2 separate regions of the Danio rerio genome follow, and region 2 is linked to region 1. A link is a contact called in public HiChIP or PLAC-seq data. All regions are on one chromosome and are shown on one strand. The core of a region is the stretch at or near the end of the contact, and the rest is flanking DNA. Distances in the headings are between cores, read along the strand shown.

Region 1 (6,982 bases), core at 3,041-5,540:
ATTTGAAATGTACAAAACAGTAAGTGCATTTCTCAAAACAGCACACACAAATAGCAGAACAGCATGGATTACCTGCAAAAGCCAATCTCTTGCTTAAAATCTTTAGTTCATCTCTTAATATATCAGTGCCGTCAGAGTGACAAGTCCTTGTGTCATTGTGTACGGATAAGAAAGTCAAATTACTTACTCGTGTTGTCAATATAACTGTACTCTGGAGGGATGTTCTCATGTAAGCTATGGCTAATTTGGTTCTTTTTTTTGCAGTTTGTATTGTAATTTGTTGCCAGATCATGTGATTGTGATACAGAAAGGAAAAGACAGCACTACACAGGACCAAGAAAAAAACAAAACTAAAGTAGAAATGTGAACATAGGACAATCTCTTTTCAGATGCACCTTCACTAGACAAAGTCAAAATTGGCCTGGGAGCAATTTACCAATTATAGATTTAAGTCTAATGGAAATGTATGGAAAAATGCATTGTGACTAAATATTATGACAACTTGTTCAACTTCTTTTATATATATAACTTGACATTAACTTTTTTTCTCACCACCCACTGGTCATTTTCACAAGACAATTTTTTGTTGGGCGAGGCAGTGGCGCAGTAGGTAGTGCTGTCGCCTCACAGCAAAAAGGTCGCTGATTCGAACCTCGGCTCAGTTGGCGTTTCTGTGTGGAGTTTGCATGTTCTCCCTGCGTTCGCGTGGGTTTCCTCCGGGTGCTCTGGTTTCCCCCACAGTACAAAGACATGCGGTACAGGTGAATTGGGTAGGCTAAATTGTCCGTAGTGGATGTTTCCAAGAGATGGGTTGCGGCTGGAAGGGCATCAGCTGCGTAAAAACTTGCTGGATAAGGTGGCGGTTCATTCCGCTGTGGCGACCCCAGAAAGGGACTAAGCCGACAATTAATGAATGAATGATTTTTGTTGTTGTTGGAAACTGTATTTTATATACTTAAATTTGACCTTTGCATGCTAAAAGTACTTAAGTAAGACACATTTTACTTGATTTAAGTCGTTAAAATAACTCTGACTATCTTATGATATAGGTAGCCTAAACCTGCTGTAGTCAACCTAAAACCTACAGTAGTTTGACATAAAACCAAAACAATACCCATAGGACATTTTTATTAAGCAGATTCTTGAATAACAGTAAGTTCATGACATGTTAAATATAAAGTATATTCTGCTGAATTTAACAATACTGAATAATAATAAATACAGTTATGTAACCATAACATTACCGTTATGTCTTAGGACATCTTTGATTAACTTTTTATTACCTACACCAAGTGTTGACTAATGAAGGTGCATTTATAACAACCATTTATTTGTTAGACTACTTTATTGTCAAACCATGTTGCATACAAATTGATTCAACCGAGTTTTATGACAGTGTATTGCTGTAGAGGACAAATAAAACACGAGACAGGTGTTTAGAAAGAGTATAGTTTATTTTGTTTGACCTGCAAACTTATCTAAACAAGATAAACTTTCAGAAAACAGCACGGAAACATTATAATGCGCGCGCTCATCAATAACGGCTGTCTTCAATAGTCCTTTGCTCAACAGCTTTGCTGAAAAACAAAGCAAAACATTACAACAGCCAGACAAACAGTTAAATCATAACAGTTACCGTGGTTACCGTTTTAAACTATAGTAAACTAAAGTTTGAAACTATATTTTAAAATAGACGATGAGTGGGCCTCGCTGCTGCCACCCACCATAATCCTTGCAGCGCGGCAGCCGGGTCCCACTACCGGCCTCCCGTGTTTCCCTGAGGGTCCTCACGGCTTGTATTGATCCCTGCCTAGGGTTCACAAAAGCCGCCTCGCCCCAGGGAGTGCACGGGCTAACCGGGCGCCAGTCCGTGGCAGCATTCACTGGAATGTTGCTTGGCGGCACATTTTGAGCAATGAACATGCAAAATTCTTTGCGATATTGCGTTTATGTACGCAAACCGCAAGGAACTACAGCACAGACGGGCCCGAGTGAAGCTTCACGAAGCGGACTTTGTGAGATTGGCTCTGCTCCGCTCCACTCGTACCGTCAAGTATTGAACTCACCTTGGTCAGGTACAAATAGAAACACCGAGCGAACTGACAACCCTGAGAGAGAACCGACGAGCTTTATAGGAACGCATATGCAAATGTTTACAATGCGACGTCACTGCTGTAAGTCTCGTTGTCATGGTGAGCGCTGAAGAGAGCATCTCATTGGAGCACACAGACTCGGGAATTTCAGTCACGGCTGTAGACAAAAACATATTAAATCTATTGAATTTTTTTTTTCATTTTTGGTGCTGTGTAATATTCTGGGAGGCAGTAGAATATGGAGACAGATGAATAGATGCGGGACATTAGAACAGAAAGTGAGCCTGGCTAGCACTGCTCTAGTGGTGGTAAGCTTCTTATTATCCAAGATCGCCATCTAGCGGTCACATAACCAAACAGCATGTTACTTGCTACTGACCACCCCTAAGGCCAAAATGTCCAGCATTTGTCCTTTTAATTGTTTTATGTAATTTAATATTATATAATAGATTTATTATATAATTAATATAATATATTTATATTCATATATATTCCTATCACGTCTGTGTTTATGATGCTGTTTGCTCACTTCTTTTGTTTTATTCTGATCAGATATCAGATCGCTCAAACCACTTCAGAAGGTGATCTGGGATGCATTGCAGATGAAACTAGACAGGTTTAATCATTTTATAGACAAAATTAATAAATTATTACCTGGAGAAAATCTGACCTGCACCTGAAACAAGTTTACTATAAGCATAAAACATGCTCTAACCAGAATTTGTCCCATACATGAGCTCATCTGTCCTATTTTGACTGCTGCCATCATAAATATTGAAAATAATCCATCAAAAAAGAAAAAGAAAAAAAAAGGCTTTAAGACCAAGTGAAATCCTCTGTCGGCTGCTGCTTCGGTGGGACTATAATCTGATGTAAGAGAAGTCTTCTTTCACTACTGTATTGCTTTTAAACAGAGAAAACATTTACAGGTTACTTTTATTCTAAATCTGGGACCTTATTTCTGAAATAAAAATGAGCATTAAAAAGATGTGAAGCATCAGAAGCAGACCATATTAAATTAATTAGAATATATGTTGGCTATTGTTCATATCTAGGATTTTTCAATTGTATTTTTTTTTACCAAAGAGACTAGAACAATTCTGCAAAATTCATTATAATTGTTTTATTATTATTATTATTATTAAATTTTAACATTTTTTGGCCAAATTGTGACTAAGGGCAGTTGCGTGTGCTGGCCAGTTTGTTTTTTGTCTAATAAATGTTAGTGGGCAACAATTATTTTACTTCAAAACTTTGACAGATTGCTATTTTTTCTTAATGATACTGTATATTATTTAATAAATTTGTATTTTAAAAATTAGTCTTGTTTTATTTTTTTAATGCAATTTTTAAGACATATTTTTAGTACATCAAAAAGTGCGGTTTTGATGACATCTGACTAGTTAATCCAGCAAAAAAATCACTAAAATGCAGTTCAATTCAATTCAATTCAGCTTTATTTGTATAGCGCTTTTACAATGTAGATTGTGTCAAAGCAGCTTCACATAAATGGTCATAGTAACTGGAACAGTGTGGTTCAGGTTTTAGTGTTTAAGTTCAGTTCAGTTCAGTTTAGCTCAGTTCAGTGTGATTTAATCATTACTGAGAGTTCAAACACTGAAGAGCCGATTCATTGATGCGTAGCTCTACCAATCCTGAACCATGCGAGGCAGTGGCGACAGCGGAGAGGGAAAAAAAACTTCACCAGTACTTGCAGTATTCAAATCTCAAAGTTAAATAGAAACTGAGGCGTATAAGTGAAAAAAGTTCCACAAGGTCAAAAAGAACCACCCCTTTCACCAGGCTGGCTACGGGCATGCAGTGATGGGTTGCAGCTAGAAGGGCATCCCCTGCGTAAAACATAAACTGGATTAGTTGGCAGTTCATTCCGCTGTGGCGACACCAGATTAAAAAAGGGACTAAGCCAAAAAGAAAATGGATGAAAAATGAATAATTGATTATTATTGTTGTGATTATTATTATTATTATTATTATTATTATTATTATATGAAAATATCAATACCCTATTGTTATCATTAATCACATAATAATCATTATAACGTAATAATTTTAATACCATTATGATGAACAGCATATTTATAATAACTATAATCAATGAATTGTTATTTTTTAGTAGAAGTGAACAATGGAGTTTAAAATAAGCACTTTAAGTATAGTAGGCTACTACTCAAGAGTCGGCATGGGGGCAGCAATGAACACAGATGATCCTTACCCGCCAACAACTCAGAGAAAGAAAAAGAAGAAGAGGAGCGTAGAAGAAGAGGCAGCTGCGGAAGGCGGTTGTTTTTTTCCCCTTACCTCATTTGCTAATGTAAACCTGGTTTATTTCTCGTTGTTTTGAAAACCACTGTTCACTTTTATTCTGGAGAGCACAGTAAAGCGGTCGCGAGGATGTTGGCGACAGGAGCGGTGAGTTTCTGGACGCTTTTCGGGGTTTTACTCTTGTTTGTGCAGGGGCCTGGTAGAGCTAACGGCTAAAGCTAATTCAACCAGTTACTATGGTGATCTGTATTAAAGCTCGTTTTCGTCTTTATTTTAGACTTTTCTTTAAACATAATGTAGTGTAAGTACTTATAGTTATTAGAGAGTCATATGTGAGAAATTTATGCGAGCCTGACGTTTTCTACGTGTGCTTTTTGTAAACATAATATTAGCATAGTTGTTAAGTTAGTGTTTTATTTTTTTCATTTAAAGAACAGCATATTACATTTTACATCAAAAATATAAATATCAAACGAGGACGTATAAACAAAAAACAAGTATCCAAAATGTACATATGTAATGTTCGCAATTAAATTAACACGTTTGAGAGTCGCTGGTGCTGGTAATATATAAACATATTTCAGTCAACAAAGCCGTAAAATTAGGCTTCTTATGAGAAAAATTGCATTTCTGAATGTAAAATATAGATGACAATATAAATCGCGTTATAATTTAATAATAATAACAATATTATAATTTAAGTCAGTTAAATGCAGGGTTCATACGGTCATTGAAAACCTGGAAAAGTCATGGAAATTTGACATGGCATTTTCCAGGCCTGGAAAAACGGAAAAACCAACAAAGTTTTAGAAAAAAATCATGGAAATTAGTTTAACAGGTATCTGTATACTTAAATATAGATCAGTTGTCTTTTTTACTTCTCAGAGCTCAACAATAAGGACTGCCCGATGGCCCGGGGCCAGTGTGTGAGATGCTTGGGACAGTAGACAGGATCATTTATGCTGCCTTGTCACTAGTTTCATTTGCCTGTGACTATTTGTCAATTGCGTGCAAAATACAGTCTTAGAATTGAGAAAGAGTTTGTGTTTTCAAGCCTTCAAATGCTACCTTTCGGTTTTTCTTATCTGATTGGATGTTGTGAGCACATTATTTTTATCCGTATCAACCAGTACAGCGTAGAGACTCCAACATGGCGGTAACATCAAATGATTATGCTAAAGGAAGACATGTGTTTTTAATGTCTTGGAAGCAGACATTTACGAGGGTACACCACGACTAAAACAATTAAGTGATGTTTTGTACAGTTTGCCGTCAGTTCGGCAGGTCTTTAGCCATCCTTTGTTTCAGAACACTTAGAATTTTGCTCATTATACATTTATTAACTATTAATTAACTAGTAGTTTATTAACATTAATTTTTTTTTTAATATTTAAATTCTAGATTTACAAACATTTTGACATGTTTTTCTTTTTAATTTGTGGCTAAGAAATAGCTATTAACTTTTTTTGGTGGGGCCAGTTAAAATATTGGCAGGGCAAGTAAAAATCTGAACAGCTGGTCCGATTGGGCCAGTAGAAAAAATTCTTAGCGTTGAGCCCTACTTCTTTTCTGTCCATGGTCGAACACATGCTCTCACATTATTAGTAGTGTGTGAACATTGTCTAAATAAATTTTAAATGGATATAAAGATTAATTTATTCATTCATTCATTTTCTTTTTGCTTAGTCCCTTTATTAATCTGTGGTCGCCACAGCGGAGTGAACCATCAACTTATCCAGCATGTTTTTACATAGCGGATGCCCTTCCAGGTGCAGCCCATCACTGGGAAACATCCATACACACTCGTTCACACACATACACTACGGACAATTTAACTTACCCTATTCACCTATACCACATGTCGTTGGACTGTGGGGAAAACCGGAGCACGGTGATACCCACTGTGCCACTGTGCAGCCTATAAAGATTCATTTAAACCTAATAGATTGTTTTATGATATTCCATTATAACCTTTAACATGCATAGTTTTTCTTGTTATTTACCACGTATATGGAGACAGTACATGTAACATTAGGTCATTAAAACTTACTTGAAAATCATTGAAATGAAGGACGAACCCTGTAAATAGAATTATTTTCCTCATGGTCATTAGTAAATATAGTTATGAGTTATAGTTATGTGTGACTATTATTAATATTAATTTTGTCACCTGGTAATATAGTAACAACTTGTGAGAAAAAAAATTACACCATACATTTTGACATTTGAGTCATTAGTAGGCATGGGCTGGTATAAGATTCTGACAGTATGATATAACCTTGGATAAAAATAGCATAGTTTTGTGGTATCATTACTGCGCTAAAATAAGTGCTTTTTACATATCTGGGTAAAACAAAACAAAAAAACTTTCTCCATGCAATATATTATGTTTTATGAACTATGTCAGGGTAAATAGTAAAAATAAATCATTGACTTCTGCTCTCTTTATTAGTTTCAAAAACACAGATTTCTTTACAACACACAAAAAAAAAATACACTGTAAACCCTTACATATACCTTATAAACGATATAACAGAACATTTTAGCGGTTTTAAAGCCTTGTCTATTCCAAACTTTTAAATCGTCCCATGCCTAGACGTTAGTAG
Region 2 (7,085 bases), core at 3,783-6,282, 130 kb before region 1:
CCCTGAATGAGTTTGCGCCCTGCGCTTTTCTGTTTTGCGCATGGACCATCAAAATAGAACCCAATGTGTGATCATAATGTAATTTGTGCTGCAGTTTAACTGTCAAATTTTTAATTTTACATTGTCAATATTGCCTTCTGGCGTCCTTTTTTTATTAGCTTATTTCACAATGAAAACCAGTGCATAACGTAAAAATTGCTACTTTTTTAAGCTTAACATTTGTTTTTAGCTGTCCAACCCAGCATGTGTTTGTTCTGATACTATGGGCTCTATTTTAACGATCTAGGCGCAAAGTCTAAAGCGCATGGTGTAATTAAGGGGGTATCCGAATCCACTTTTGCTGTTTTAAGGACGGAAAAATAAGGTTTGCGCCACAGCGCATAGTCTAACAGGGTAGTGCTTATTCTCTTAATGAGTTGTGGGTGTGTTTTGAGAATAACGTGCATTAAACCAATCAGAAACTCATCTTTGGAAAAAGTGGAAAAAAAAACTAAACGCTTCACTAGCGAGAAAACAGTTAAACAAACCATATGCTGATAAAAAAACGAGCCATCTCCATTCTGCTTCTATACTTTCTCTTTACTTTACTTTTACTCTTTACTTTACTCCTTTACTTTCAGGGTTAAGGAAACAGTGTTGTATTCAGTCCCTAAAGACATGCATTAGCCTACATATTTAATTTTGTTTGTTCAGCGCAAAGATTTGTTTCAAAACTATTTCTAAATTAAATTCTAATTTCCAGCAAATTAATAAATGAACAATAATAACGAAGTGTGGTCAAAAAACTAGTTATATCCAAACACGCATCCTATTCTTATGCCCCATATAGTTATGCCGACGTCTCCGAAACCCGACGGCTGGAAAAATCTAAACTTGTTTTTATTGAAACAAATATAAATATGGATATAACAAATAATACTGCTAAAAATAATAACATTATACAGTAGCAAGTTGTCATGAATAAACTGAAAACAGCCCCTCAACATGAAGGCATGGAGGTAGTGGTTTTTATATGTATGTAGAAAATAATATTTTTCATATGTAAATATATTTGTGTATTGTTGTACATACTGTGTGTATTAAGCAATGTGTACGCGTTTGAACCTGCATAGGCGCATAATTCTCTGTGCTGGTCTTTAGATCAGCTTTTAGTTAGTCAACAGCAAGGTTCATTTTAATTTTTCAAAGTAGCAACGCACAAACAATGTGCCTTAACACACCTCTTTTTAGGGTTAGAAATCAAAGCAGTGTTGCCAGACGTACGATAATTATCGTATTTGTACGATAATTTCGACCTCTGTACGATGTACGATCAATAATGAGAAAAATCCTATAATGTACGATAATTTAAAAATTTTATGGCATTTAAAAGTAACTTCATTGTTATCTTCGGGCTTCTTTACTTATTGATCTAGCTGCATCTTTTCTGTACTCCTGTGAGGAGTAGGTGGAGTTAGGCACGTTTTCTATCTCATCTTACGTTGCCTCTTCTCAGCCAATCAACGTGGAGAATGGCTTTCTCACAATTTAACACTCCTGCTGCGCGTGCCCGTGGTTAGGTCAGAAGTTTTCAGTTTGAGGTCGATCTTTTAAGCAATAATGCTAAAACAATTCATGCTGTAAAGGAAGGTGAGAAGGATGGGAGTTTTCCCTTGATGTTCTCTGTTGCGCGTGTACTGAAGAGCGGTGTTGTCGCGCGCATTCTGATCAGCTGTGTTGTCGCGCGCGTACTCGAGCGGTGTTGTCGCGCGCCTACTGAAGAGCGGGACCGAGGGTGTGCCGCGTCGCGGGGGCACTTTTTATCCAAGACTAAAAAGGGCATGTGCACTGCACAGGTTGAGCCCTATGTGTGCACGTGCCTGCCTCAGAGTCTGCACTGCTTTCAAGCCAACCAGCACTATTTCGCAGTCTATTACGGCATCCAATTTGTCCGGTGAAATAAATGCCTCAACATCTGGCAACATGCAACATTCAATGACAGCAACTCGGAGGTGGAGTTTGAACCTTCCCACTAAGGTACCTAGTTTTTGCACGTTGTGTCAAAACGCTATGTGTCTAGATAATAGCTGTATACTCTCAGTTTGACTCGTGTACGATAATTTTCCTCAAAATACGATAATTTTGAGGTTCTGGTACGATACTTTGACATTTCCAATCTGGCAACACTGAAACAAAGTGTCAAAGAGTCCACATAGTGGCGCAAATGGATTTGCTATTTAAACAACATGGTGCAAAACATGAAAAATTAGGGTTGCGCTGGTCTGAAAATAGCAACAAATCGCGCCATGCACATCTTGCACCTTATTGCGCCGGTTGTAGGATAGGGCCCAATGACTTTAAAGTCCTCATGAAATCAAAATAACGTTTTTTAGATGTTAGCATCAGTATGCGAACAAATCCTCCAAAATCGTGACAAAAATCGTATTTAGAAAATATAAACATCTACTACTTGCAGATTATCTCTTCCACCTATGGATCACCAATCTTTTTGATGTTAACTCATAGCCTACTACAGTTTATCCTACATAATGTAAACTTCGCACAATAGCAAAATAATAGGCTGAATCCATAGACTTTAAAATATAGGCTGAATCGCATTTTGTACCAAATTGCTTCATAGCCACGACTTTTAATCATACATTTACCTATATCACTAACTTTTAAAAGTAAAACCTTGCAAAACATTTACCGTTGTCCAAAAAAAAGTGCAATAATGTGCCCCGGTTTCCCTTATTTACATCTACGAACATGGACACCACAAAAAAAGTGTACTGGCCCACTGAAGGCTGTGTGGGTTAGTGTCGAAAAAAACACCATCACTGTAAGTAATATTCCTCAATATGTCATCATGAATGTGTGTGTGTTTACCGTGTATGACCGTTGAGGTCTCCTCTCTCTCTTTCTCTCGTTGGTATTCGTCCCACGCGCAGCGCCGCCCCCGCGAGGATTTGCGTCAAGCCCGCGCGTGGGAGTGAGAGAGCAATGCAGCTTTACATCGGAATATCCCCACACAAGAAAGAGAGAGAAAGAGAGGTAGACAGATCGAGAGAGAGACAGAAGCGATGAGCCTTCAACGCACTTTCTCTCCTGCGCGAGAGGCGGAGCGCAGCCTCGAGACTCCGGTGAGCACCGGGAGCAGTCGCGCGCTCCAGCTTCGGAAAAGAGGTACGTAAAGATGATATCCTACACAATTCATATACGTATGTATACAGGCATTTAGCATTGGAGGGTAGACAGAGCAGATCATGATGGTCTGGGCTGCTATGAAATTGTATAGAGAGAGTTATATGCGTTAGATTCACTGGTGCATGTGAGGCAATAGTTTGAAGTGATTTGCAGTTTGCGTTGTAAAGAATAGTGTAATGCACGGCTGTGTTTGCAGCAGAATGAACTTATGTGTGACATGTCTGTTTGCATTTGCATTTGTAAATCTTAAATTGGTTTAATGTACAAGAATTTCACACTAAGTTAGGTGCCTTTGTGCACTTAAGCAAGGTGCATGAACTGTGCCAAATGGATTTCCCCTGTAATAAAGTCGGTCTGAATCAAAATATCTGATAAGTACTTGCATGGCAAAAGTACTAATGGCAAATGCTCCTATAGGGAACAGAAGATAGACTGGTTATTTCTATTTACAGTCATTAATTTCTGTTTGAATGAAAAATAAGGATTGTGTTGACTATAACTATAACTTTTTGCAAATGCTAGAGTTTTGGATCTAGTTTGAGCTTTTAATGCATTAAAAGTTTGCATCCAAACATTATTCATTGATATGACGGATTTATATTAGTCAGTGTAGATGCCAACTTGATTTATGTGCTAATGAAAATGTGGACCTACCGTTTAAAGTTGCCTAAATTAAGATTTAAACCCACAACTTCTTAAGCTTTGATTTGAAATATTGCTATAAGCTTGTACAGGAAAGTCCACAGAACACATTTATCTTAACACAATTAAGCTTCATTTTCATTCCTGTCAAAAATTAAATATGGCACTGTGTTACCCTGGCTAAAGCCTGTCAAAATAATTAACAATTGCTTCCTTGTTAATCACCGTTTACATTAAATCTGCAGACCCATGATAAGTTCTCTCCAAAACCTTTTAAAGTTGTTACTAGTAGGTCAGTACATATTGGCTATGGTCAATTAACAGGTAAAGGCTAAAGTTGTTTCGCTTCTTTTCAGGAGACGTAAACAGAAAAATGTTAGCTTAGCTAATGACTTTGCAAATGCTTTGTTTACTCCAAGAATGAAAATGCAGTTTTGTATATCCAGTCATGTGGACAATGCTATATACAAGTGTAAATGGGATCTGAAACATTTTGAGTTTTGATTGTTTGTGTGCATGAATGTGTTCAAACAGCCCATAAGGAACACACTGATTAAAATTTAGTTTGAATGCATGAAAAAATAATAATTACAGCTTTGTATATCTAATATCTATATAAACCTTTTAATCCAAAATGGCCTTTTGGATTTATATGTACATAGCAGGAATTTATTACATAATATTAGGCAGATAAGAAAAAGCATATGCAGTAGTCAACATTAGAGGTTAATCAAAATTGTCCTAAGACAAGAATGGATGTTGTTCAATAGTTTTAAAACAACTTCGATGAAAGGTGATGATCCACTTCAAATGTTGACTACATACACCAGGGATGTCCAAACTCGATCCTGGAAGGCCGGTGTCCTGCAATTTTTTTGTTCCAACCCCAATTAAACACACCAGAACCAACTAATCAAGCTCTTTCTAGGTGTACTAGAAAGCTCCAGGCAGGTGTGTTAAATGAAGTTGTAGTTAAACTGTGCAGGACACCGGCCCTCCTGGACCGAGTTTGGACACCCCTGACATACACACTTTCCCAAAGATCATCCCCTCAAAGAACTCAGGAAAGTTGACCAAAAATTTTTAAATGTGTCTTTTATGTTCAAAATAACGACAAAGTGTTTGTTTGCATACGTTAAAGTTAGCTAGTAAAATGTTGTCGATTGGACAAGCTTGACTTGTTTTATTTTTGCACATGTAGCCATGTCAGTGCTCCTGCCACGATCCTTGGGCGAGCTTCAACTCTATCGCATCCTGCAGAAGGCAAACTTGCTCTGCTACTATGAAGCATTCATCCAGCAGGGCGGCGATGATGTGCAGCAACTCTGCGAGGCTGGCGAGGAAGAGTTCCTTGAAATCATGGCCCTTGTTGGAATGGCAACCAAACCCCTCCATGTTCGCCGACTCCAGAAGGCACTACGGGATTGGGTAACCAATCCTTCCCTCTTCAACCAACCATTGACGTCTCTTCCTGTCTGTAGTATCCCAGTGTACAAGCTCCCCGAAAGTTCCCCCGGCGTCCACAGCAATGGGCAACAAAACCAGCTCGTCGTTCCTAGGGCTTTATTACCTACAAGCCCCAGTCCCGGAAGGCTTGATCTCAGCAGGGACGGGACTCCAGGTTGCTCGCCGTTACAAGGAGCAAGTGAAAGTCGTTTCTGGGGAAGCGAGAGCGAGCATAGTTTATCTCCATCAGGAGCGTGTTCTCCGTGTTCACCTCATGATGCTCTCGATACTCTTGATTCGGCTGGCGTCCAGTGTGTGATGGAGTGCGTAGAGCGGCTCTCCCACACTCTGTCCAAGAGTGATCCTACAGAGGTCAAAGAACACATTCGTACTAATAAGAAGCTCAGTAAGATGATCGGCCACATCTGCGAGATGAGTGACGACGATCCACAAAAGGAGGTGGAGATTCGGAAATACAGCGCCATCTATGGGCGATTTGATTCTAAGAGGCGGGACGGACGGCAGCTTACAATGCATGAGGTTTGGCTGGTTCTTCTATCTCCCGACTCACACTGCAATTTTTAATTACCATTTTCAATTGTAGCTTGTCAGACTGTTGCCAAACATGATACACACTGTAAGATCTCGGCTGTCGTAATGTCAGATAATCAAGACTCGACAAATATGAACACACGCAAGGCTCATTTGGAGTTTAACCTCATCAATCCATGACCTGTTAAGTTACCTGCATTCTGAAATGCTCTTTTAAAGTAAATATAAACAATCTGTAGCTAGGGCTGAGCGATTTAGCAAAAAAAAAAAAAAATCTAGGTTTTTTATAAGGTTTGACCGATTCACGATTTCGATTTTGATTTTTTTTTATTGAGTTACTAGTCTTCTCAAAACATTACAACAACATGACTGAAGTAACACTCTCTTTAAAAGTAATTGGAAAAACCATCTGGTTAAGGAACATTGTATTTTTAATGGCCATGTCCTACAATAATCGGTCAAGGTGTAAATAAATGTAAAACAAATTCACGAGTTAAATAGCGTTGCTGAAGATTTGAATAAGAAATATTTGTGTAAATATTGCACTTGCAGGAATACAGAGGTATTTTTTGCAAGTTGTGCTGAGCCTAGAAAAGATTGGCTGTCAGCTCAGCTTTGACTTTGTCTTCTGATTGAATGACAGGTTGTAATGCTGCTGCCTTGTTCTTAAAAAGATACAGTAGAAGAAAAAGGACTGAACATGGAAAATATAAAGCCTAATTTAACCCAATGTGTGAAGTTTTGGACGTATAGCAGGAGCAAATACAAGTACCAGATGTGTTTAATATAAAATAATAAATTAAATCTATTTTTCTTTTTTCCCCCTTTTAAATACCGATCATTTGATGCGCTTTGCTCCACTCTCTATTATGCTGGCTGATCTGTCTGGTTTTCAACTAGGTCCGCTAAATGACGCCATGGGGGCGGGTACTTTCATTTTCACTGCTACAGTCCCTCACCTCTACTCGTGTTCCAACCAAAAGATCGGTGCGGTTTTAAACATGGCAGGCTTTTACGTCCTTCATACATGTTGAGATCGAGTTTATCGACTTGATTGTGGAATATGTCTTGACAATCCACACAGACGTGCAACAAGTAAAATCCTACATGACTTGTCAAGCAGGTTGCACACCAAAAGCGCCGCGACACGGCGTGCACATGAAAGTTTAAACTATCACACACCAAACGCGCACATTCACATGATATTTAACATGAAACTAATCAGATGGCGCTCTGTGGGCCAGCTGAAATATGAACTG

What was found. HiChIP or PLAC-seq counts read pairs in DNA pulled down with a chosen protein or histone mark.
Region 2: an H3K4me3 HiChIP or PLAC-seq map of embryo shows a contact between it and region 1, with 4 times the contacts expected there. The contact joins the promoter of nab1a here to the promoter of cnot9 in region 1. A contact is called at or near these places in 3 of 4 datasets of contacts at active chromatin or transcription factors (caudal fin, embryo and gastrula embryo).

What each region holds. Positions count from the first base shown.
Region 1 is chr22:12,453,923-12,460,904 of GRCz12tu, reverse strand. cnot9 (CCR4-NOT transcription complex subunit 9) reads left to right here and starts at 4,290. Exons shown (of 8, transcript NM_214760.2): 1 at 4,290-4,523. The coding sequence starts at 4,506.
Region 2 is chr22:12,583,128-12,590,212 of GRCz12tu, reverse strand. It overlaps nab1a (NGFI-A binding protein 1a (EGR1 binding protein 1)), which reads left to right and starts at 5,032. Exons shown (of 7, transcript NM_001045086.1): 1 at 5,032-5,814. The coding sequence starts at 5,032. LOC141380184 (a long non-coding RNA gene) reads right to left here and starts at 3,098. Exons shown (of 2, transcript XR_012397803.1): 1 at 2,869-3,098.